3 separate regions of the Mus musculus genome follow, and all the other regions are linked to region 1. Evidence: chromatin contacts called from public HiChIP or PLAC-seq and promoter capture Hi-C data. All regions are on one chromosome and are shown on one strand. Each heading gives the region's core, a stretch centred on a gene start, on an enhancer-like site or on the middle of the called end of the contact. The rest is flanking DNA. Distances are from core to core; before and after follow the strand shown.

Region 1 (2,700 bases), core at 142-2,641:
TAGGGTAGGATGGGAGGGGAGAGGGGGACAGGGTAGAGTAACGAAGATCTATCTATGATAGTGTTTGATAGTATTCAGGAGGCTCTAGGTTCAATCCTCAGTATCACAAAACCAAAGCAAAACCCAGAACAAAAACAGGGATTTAGCAAACGCCTTTAATCCCAGAATTTGGGAGGCAGAAGTAGGTGGATCTTTGTACATTGGAGACCAGCCGGTTCTACATAGCTAGTTCTAGACCAGCTAGGGCTACCTAGTGAGATGCTACCTCAAAAACACAAATAAAACAAAACACTCCCAAGCAACCACCTCCTTGAGAGGCCTGAGGCCCAGTAAGGGGACACATCACAGAAATACAGCAGGAACACTTTTACCTCAGACGTGACTTTGGGTAAACCAGCTTGCCTTTCTTTCCAGAGACAGCACTCTCAGACCTTTCTGCTATCTCTTATCTCTCTTTGACTTCAAGAAAGGACTCTACTGACTCACACATTATAAGGTGAAGACCAGACTCAGCTATTGTTAGGACCAGAAGGCAAGGAGGGAAAGCTCTGGACCTCTCTGGTTCTGGCTCTCCCAAGCTACCAACAAGTAAAGGTGCGGCTAACATCACTTGTCGCTAAGAGGCCAATGTAATTGAGAATTCAAAATGGTGGTTAGTAAGGAGCCAATGAACTCTTTAGATCAGAAATGTGAGTATTAGAAGGTTCCTTCTAGCTGTTTGTAAAGGAAGGAAAATCGGTTGGGACTAAGTGTAATTTGGAAGTAGGGGGCCTTAAAGGCTTTGGAGTCTGGCATTGGCAAATGGATGGGTGGGAAGGGACTTAGGAGGTGGGAATGACAGGATTAAAGTGTGTGACAGTAAGGGAAGCATCAAATTGACCCTGGTGTTTGGACTTGGGTCTTCTGGGGCCGGCGAAGCCATTGCTGGTTTAGGAAGAAAAGCAGGTTTGACTGGAAGATAAGGTCAGGGCAAGTAGAACCTAGAGTGTCCATAAAGCCTTCAAGATAGGTGTCCAAAGATAATAAAGATGTGGCACTTTGGAGAGAGGCTTGGAGGGAACGGAACAAAACCCGGGAGGAATCTATGTGAGAATGAACTGTAAAGAACTGGAGAGGTCTCTTGGTTCTGGCTTTGCAGGGTGTGGTGATAAGGGAAGCTTGGGGAAGAGCCCCACGTGACGACCTACTGGCGCAGCGGCTGCACAAAAGCCACGGGTAACCCCAGGGGGTAGAGTGCAGGGTGGCCCCTCCCGGCCCCGCCCCTCTGCCTTCCTTTTGCCCTCCTCATCCATTGGGTAATCTCAATGTCCGTCAAGGGCCCGCCTCCAAGGATAAGCCAATCAGGAATGGCGGGAGGGATATTTCTTTTGGTGCTGGTTCCTCGACTGGGGGCCTCTCCAGGGAAGTAAAACCCAGTCGCAGCAACCGCGGAACTGTGCTCAGGACCAGAGTGAGCCGAGAGGATCCGCCGAGTGCCAGCGGCGCCAGCTGGGGAGGAGAGGACGAGGATACGAGGTAAGGAAGGGGACGATTCGGGGTGCGGACGCCTTCCCTAGCCTAGTTTACGGGTACCTCAGGTGATGGGGCGGAGAGGGGGATGAGGTGAGAGGGCGGGACGAGCTGGCCCCTGGTCATGGTCACCCCACTCGCGCGCACGCGCCACGTGGGCCCGCGCACTGGTGGAGGAGACGACTGCTTAGCCGGTTCTCTGCACCAGCTTCCTTAGTACTGGAGCACCGGTGAGCTGGACGTCGCAACTGGATTCTTACACCTTGGAAAGCCAAGGCTCAGCCACTAAACGGGGGCTGGGATTTCTTAGAGCCTTGCGGTCCAGCCAAGAAATCAAGAGACTTGGTTTCTTTAGGGGTGCTAAATTCTTTCTGTCCCATTGGAGGCGAATGGTTTTCATTGCGCACAGCTGCCTGTCCTTTCTGCAGGGTCAAGGGGCGTCTGAGGCCATCTGCCCCTGTCCGACCTCATCTGTCCCAAGTTCAGCGGGATGGGTATTGGCTTTGGGAAATCGGTTTGACAGTGCGTTTATACCCTTTGACCTACTGGTTTTGGAAATAAGTAAGGGAAAGGTGACTGCAAATGCCATGTAATTTGGTACCAGGTTAGTGGAAACAAGCTCCAAGTCACCAGTAGTTGTGAATGTTTATGCCAAAAACCATAAATAGTACTATCACTGAAAACATTGCCTTTAATAGGAAATCATGTTCACAGTAGTTGGCCCAATGATATAAAAATCTGTACAGAATGTATCCCAAGGACAAAAATAGTGGCTCCCTCCTTTTGTTGATTTTTGAGACAGTTTCTCTGTGTACCTGGTCTCAAATTCTGCCTGCCTTTTCCTTCTAAGTGCTGGGATTAAAGGCGTGCACCCACACTCCCAGTTTCAACCCCCCCCCCCCATTCCCATGGGCTTACTTTGTCAAGCAAAGTAACAGTCTGCAATGTAGATCAGGCTGGCTTTGAACTCACAGATCAGCTTGCCTCTTCACCTTTGCTTCCGGAATTCTGGAATTAAAGGCGTGATAGCACTGTGACGGCTCAGAAGTGTCGTATTTTATTAAGTCTTTACAGAACGTTGTGAAATCTTGACATGGTGCACACACTTTTAATCTCATGAGGTATTGAGAACGTCAGAGCAGGCAGATCTCTGATTTTGAGGACAGCTTGACCTACACAGTGAATTTCATG
Region 2 (2,700 bases), core at 59-2,558, 420 kb before region 1:
GATGTCTGTTCATTGAGTCATGGCCAGTCTTGGTGCAGTGGGCAGAGCTGTGGCCTCTAGTCCTAGCTCCCTGGTTTGGACCTATCCTGGTCTTTTGTTTGTCCACAAAATAAATGAAATGTCTGGGTTTGGACAACGGGCCCACCCAAGCCTTTTCTGACCTCGCTGCTCAAACGGCTCAAGCTTCCCCCCCCCCAACCCCCAAAACAGACCCAGTGAGCTGAGATCAACCCCTCTATGTGTTCAGAAGGGAAGCCAGTCAAGGATGCTGAGTCCCAAATGAACGGTTGCCCACAGAGGCTGGGAGGGGCTCTAACCCTGACTCTCCACACCTAGCAAAGCTGAGGTACAAAGCCTTCTGCTTTCTCCTGGAGGCTGTTTTGTCCCCACCTCCCAGTTGGCGCCTGCAGCTGGCTCAAGTCTCTTCCACAAGGTCCCCAGGGCTCCTCTGCTTCCCCAAGGTTTTTATCATCAACATGTTCAACTCTTTGTCATCATGTTTTATTTTCAAGAACTGCCTTCCAGCCAGTGGCAGGCGTCAGAGTTTCAGGTGTCCTTCCTTCTTCAAACCTCAGCTCCCTCATCAATAAAGTAAGGGCTTGGAGAGGGTTGGCAACAACTCAATTTATGGATTCCCTGGTCAGATTTACCAACTGTCACCCTGGACAGACCCCTGCAGTCTCACTAAGATGTATCAGCCCTGAGGGACTCTCCCTGATGAGTAAATGTTCCAAGTGATTCTACCAGTAACTGTAGAGCACACCAGCATATTTAAATGTGCGATAAGCAGAGACCTTGTAATAATAACAGGCCTAGGAATGGGCTGCGGCATGCCAGAGGCCGCAAAGTGGGGTGCATACAGGGAAGGAGCTGGAGCCCAGGTCCCTCCCCTGAGCCAGGCATCTTCCAAGGTAGGCTTGCATCTGCCAAGACTGAGCACCAGGACAGAGGGCATCAGGTGGGCAAGGGAAGAAGAAAATAAGCCTGCTGATAGCTCAAATTGAAGGCCTTGGTCAAGCCTACGTGAAGAGAATTCGAACAGCTGGGAACCAGTGGCCTTGACGGGCTCCTCTGCCCAAACCAAAGGCCAGCAGCAGCCTGTGTCCCTTCTGCTGCCTCTACCCTGCCTTCTGCCCTTAGCTCTTGCCTCTGTCCAACCTTTCTGGCTGTCCATCTCTGACATATGGTTGGTTCACCCTTCTCTGCACGTGTCTGTCTGTCCACCCTTCACAAGTCCTCCTGGTGTGCCGGCCTCCCTACATCCCTCGGCCTCCCCGCCGCCCTGCCCCGCCCGCCCGCCTGCCCGCTGCCCGACGCTGTGTGGGTGTCGGGCTGGCTGTGCGCAGAGGGGCGCGGCTCGCCGCTCCCACCTCCTCCGCGTCCCCATCTCAGCAATGACCCGGGCCGTGGCGCCACCGAGCTGAGACCGGGGAGCCGCGCCGCCGCCGAGGAGGGCCCAAGAGGGTGACGGTGGAACGAGCGGCGGCGCGGGGACCGCGACGGAGGGACGGGCGGGGCTGCTGTTCCTGCTGCAGGGCAGGGCAGGGCAGGGCAGGGCCCCGGAGACCGCCGGCGGCTGTTTGCCCGCGGATCGAGGGCGCGGGTCCGTTCTGCCCGGCCCCGCCGGTGCGCCCCGCCCCTGCACGCACAGCAGGCCCAGGCGAAGCGGCTGGGACGCCCCAGCCCAGCCGGAGCGCCACGGCATCCGAGCGGGAGCCGGAGCCCGAGCGGGACCGGAGCTGGAGCCGAAGCTGGAGCCGGCACTGCGGCGCACGGAGCGGAGCGCCGCAGCCAAGCCGAGTAAGGGGCGCGGGGCGCGGGGAGGGCCGCAGACGGGGGTACCGCTGCTTATGCACGCAGCTGGGGACGCGCTGGGCGGCGGGGGACGTGGTCCCGAGCGGAACCTCAGCGCGCGAGGAACTGAGCGGTTTGCCCGAGACTCCTGCGGTTCCTGATCCCGCATCCTCCCCACACCCGAGAGGGTCACCGGGACCCGCGAATCCCCGGGGAAACGCGAGGAATCCGAGGTCTGCCTGAGTCTCAGACGAGTATCCTCCCGGGATGCAAGCCCATGACAGGGTCCCCAGCCCTGTGCCCTCGGTTTGGAGGGTCGCTGACCAGTCCACTCAAGAAAAGATACTAGGGCACACTCTTGTCTGGGGTGAGAGGAGAGGGACTGGGGTTTTACAGAGTTTGAGCCTGAACCCTCTCCCACCACCTTAAGCCAGGAAGTTTGACAATTCAACGGCCCAGTCACTTGGACCATGCCTCATTTTGTCTTACCTAGGATAGAAAGAGCATCCTTGCCGCTCCCCCCACCTACCCTCTCCCTTCATAAGGAAGACTTTCCTGTGCAGTCCCTTGCAAAGGACCCGAAGCTGAATCCGAGGTGGCAGTTCCTCTGACTACGCAGCACTAAGTGGTACCTGCCACTCTCCCCTTCCCAAGCTCGGCAATGCCCACCCTTGCCCCCCCCCCCGCTTCCTCCTTTCCTGGTTGTCCTTCGGGCTCTGTAGTCTAGGGACAGGTGCGTAGTATCGACCCTGGGCTACGTTTCTCAGCCACCCCTGTGCCAGCATGGGCAGCCAAACCCAGCCTGGGAAGGGACGAGCACAAGTGACATACTAGAGAATCGGGGAACTCTAAGAGTCCAAGTGCACCTGAGGGCCAACAGACGGCCCTCTAGACTCTCCTCAGTGA
Region 3 (2,735 bases), core at 203-2,702, 510 kb after region 1:
CTGGGAACATCTTGACCATAAGATAAAGGGGACTGTGAAGACATAGCAGGGCTATATTATCTGAGTCAACACCATCTGGCCGGAACCTCCCCTCTGTCTATTGCCCCTTGGCGCCGGGTAAAAGTCATACATCAACTGGTTGCTATGTGAACAAAGATAAGCCCCCAGCCCACAGGAACAAAGTCCTGATGCACTGTGTTCTTTCTGTTAATGTTTGAATAAGCCAATAGTGTGTCGCTATGCTGAATTCCACACCCCTAAGCCCCGTACCCCATAAAAGCCCCTGGCTTTCGAGCCTCGTGGCCGGCATCTGTTATCTCCTGTGTGGGATTCATGCCGGTCCGGAGCTCCGTAATTAAACGTCCTCATGTAATTACAGCGAGTGGGTCCTCGTGTTTCTTTGGGTGCTCTCACACTCCCGAGACTAGAGTGGGGGTCCCCGAAAGGGGGTCTTACAGCGCATGCCTGAAATCTCATCACTCAGGAGGCAGAGGCAGGTGGATTTCTGAGTTCGAGGCCAGCCTGGTCTACAAAGTGAGTTCCAGGACAGCCAGGGCTATACAGAGAAACTCTGTCTCAAAAAAACCAAAAAACCAAAAAAAAAAAAAAAAAAAAAAAAAAAAGTTGTTAAACAAAATCAAGGGGTAGACATCCAGCAGATAAAATTTTACCCATTTTTCTTTTAAACATGAAACACAGAACAACAATCACTCAAAAATGAAACAAAAACAGACATAACAGACATAAATTGATGCACATGAACAGATTGGTGCACCAATGACAGACAATTGACAGAGAGGGAAGAGAACTTGATGTCCCAAAGGGACCTAGATATAACCTTGCCACACCCTCCAATGAAGTCTGCTTGACCGGCTGAAAAGCCTAGAAGCCACTCAGGAGGCAAAGAGTTTCACGGAAACTCATCTCCTGGAGTTTTGGCATTCTCATTAACCCATATACTCATACCCTATTCCCATGTTAGTCCTGTGAATGGATCCACGTGCTCTCTTTTAGTATTATTTTATTATAAGTGCTTTTTAAGATTAAATTCTGATATAGTTAAGTCTCCCACCAGTGTTCCAAGGTTCCAGAAGCCAAGGAGCTTGGAATCCTCTAAGAATGCAGTAAGGAAGTTACCTATTCAGTAACTAATTAAGCATTACAAAAGACGGAGCCAGCAGCTCAGAGATGGTCTGCAAAGTATTTACTAAGGACAGTAGCAAATCTCACCCAAACAAGGGAATACCATAATAGAGCCTGGGAATCCCACTGAGATAGAAATCTTCAGTACAGGCTATATTGCATATTAGAAGCAAGTTGGTGAATTCTTCTGACAAATGGAGATTCTTCAGATACTTAAAAGTTACACTCATATAAGAATTTACTAAGGCCTAGGAAATAGGGGGGTGTGGTATTGCATTAGCAAAACCCCCTGGTGCTAGCTTTCACAAGGCTCAAAGGAATAACACTAGAGTGTGAAATCCTTACCTGTCATTAAGCTGACTCTAGGTAGGACTGCTTTTTCTTTACTGTAAACATTTACCTGGTTCCTGTAAATCCTTTGAAGTCATTCCTTTGTTTTGTGTCAGGCGACTTCAATGTACTTTGCCTGCTGTGACTTCCTACCCCTTTTATTTTCTGTACTATATAAGACTGGTGTTCACTTTGTGACAATACATTCAGATTCTACACAATCTCGCGTGTTGGTCTGTCTGTCACCCGCCGACTCCTTGCCCATCTGCACCCAGAAACCTGTTCAATGCAGACAGAGGGACCCAGAGGGTCTGCGGCATAACCTGAATGAAGGATATCTCCAGTAGGAGCCAGAGAGGAAGTAGGATGTCTCTCAATTTCCTCCTGTCCCTAGGAGAGCTCTGAAATAACTTATATGCATTTTCCTTCTCTTTTGCTAATTCATCCCACTCAAGGTCTGTTTAGCTTGCTCAAGGCTAGGGAAGCTTGAAACCAAAACATATGCCTTGTCTCTCTATCTTTTTATAAACACAACAGTTGTTTGTTTGGGTTTTTTGTTTTGATTGTTTGTATGTAATTGGGACAGGGTTTCTCTGTGTGGCCATGGTTGCCCTAGAACTCACTCTGTAGACCAGGCTGGCCTCAAACTCCACCTGCTTCTTCCCCCCAGCACCCTCACCCCAACAAGTGACTAGTTTGTTTTTGTTGTTGTTGTTGTTCAAGTTTTTTGCAGTGTAGGTAAACAAGTCCTCTGCTTAATACTTAGGCAAATTCTTTGTGGTCTTTATAGTTGCTCATTTGTTCCACTTGTAATGTGATGTAGTCCTATACTGTCTTCCATGAGCATTTGAAAGATGATCATCCATAAAGCACCTAGATCAGCACCCAGCAAAAGCTCGGCAAATGTTCACTGTCCTCTCTACAGGCACGAATTCCAGGGATCTCTCATTTCCAGTTAATGATTACTGAACTGAGTCAATTAGAGTCGTCACAATTTTAGTATGCTTAGTAGAATGGGCGTCTTCTACCAAGAAATAATTTGGAGTTTATAGCAGGCCAAAGATGCCCACGATGATGCTCTGAATGGCTGATTGATTGTTCTATGGGAGTCCCTGCTCTTCTTGGGGAACTGAAGCTGTCACTGTTGTACAATCTCCTTCCCTAATGTGATTGTAGCCCCCTTGTTCACCCACCTTGGCATTTTAACCTACTACAAACCATCTCTACACTCATTTCTGTACCACTTTATCTAGTTCCTAAGA

The links. Promoter capture Hi-C pulls out the DNA fragments that hold promoters and counts their contacts. HiChIP or PLAC-seq counts read pairs in DNA pulled down with a chosen protein or histone mark.
Region 2: a contact with region 1 is called in a promoter capture Hi-C map of pre-B cells, with 5 times the contacts expected there. The contact joins the promoter of Bean1 here to the promoter of Pdp2 in region 1. A contact is called at or near these places in 5 of 39 promoter capture datasets (the 3T3-L1 cell line, hippocampal neurons, pre-B cells and 1 more), 2 of 484 Hi-C or Micro-C datasets (embryonic stem cells and olfactory sensory neurons), 1 of 115 datasets of contacts at active chromatin or transcription factors (pancreatic cancer cells) and 1 of 9 other capture datasets (pancreatic islet).
Region 3: a contact with region 1 is called in an H3K27ac HiChIP or PLAC-seq map of embryonic stem cells, with 4 times the contacts expected there. The contact joins the enhancer-like site here to the promoter of Pdp2 in region 1. A contact is called at or near these places in 4 of 39 promoter capture datasets (the 3T3-L1 cell line, the C10 cell line, hippocampal neurons and 1 more), 4 of 484 Hi-C or Micro-C datasets (the AML12 cell line, B cells, muscle stem cells and 1 more) and 1 of 115 datasets of contacts at active chromatin or transcription factors (embryonic stem cells).

What each region holds. Positions count from the first base shown.
Region 1 is chr8:104,590,081-104,592,780 of GRCm38.p6, forward strand. Pdp2 (pyruvate dehyrogenase phosphatase catalytic subunit 2) reads left to right here and starts at 1,392. Exons shown (of 2, transcript NM_001024606.2): 1 at 1,392-1,515.
Region 2 is chr8:104,169,205-104,171,904 of GRCm38.p6, forward strand. Bean1 (brain expressed, associated with Nedd4, 1) reads left to right here and starts at 1,309. Exons shown (of 5, transcript NM_001141924.1): 1 at 1,309-1,800.
Region 3 is chr8:105,101,434-105,104,168 of GRCm38.p6, forward strand. No RefSeq gene overlaps it. Among named protein-coding and RNA genes, the nearest start is that of Ces3b, 19 kb to the left of the region's middle. Within about 2 kb of position 1,453, at least 7 of the 459 cell types and tissues checked have an H3K27ac peak or open chromatin away from gene starts, as enhancers often do. A contact at or near this core is called in embryonic stem cells, where this site is marked.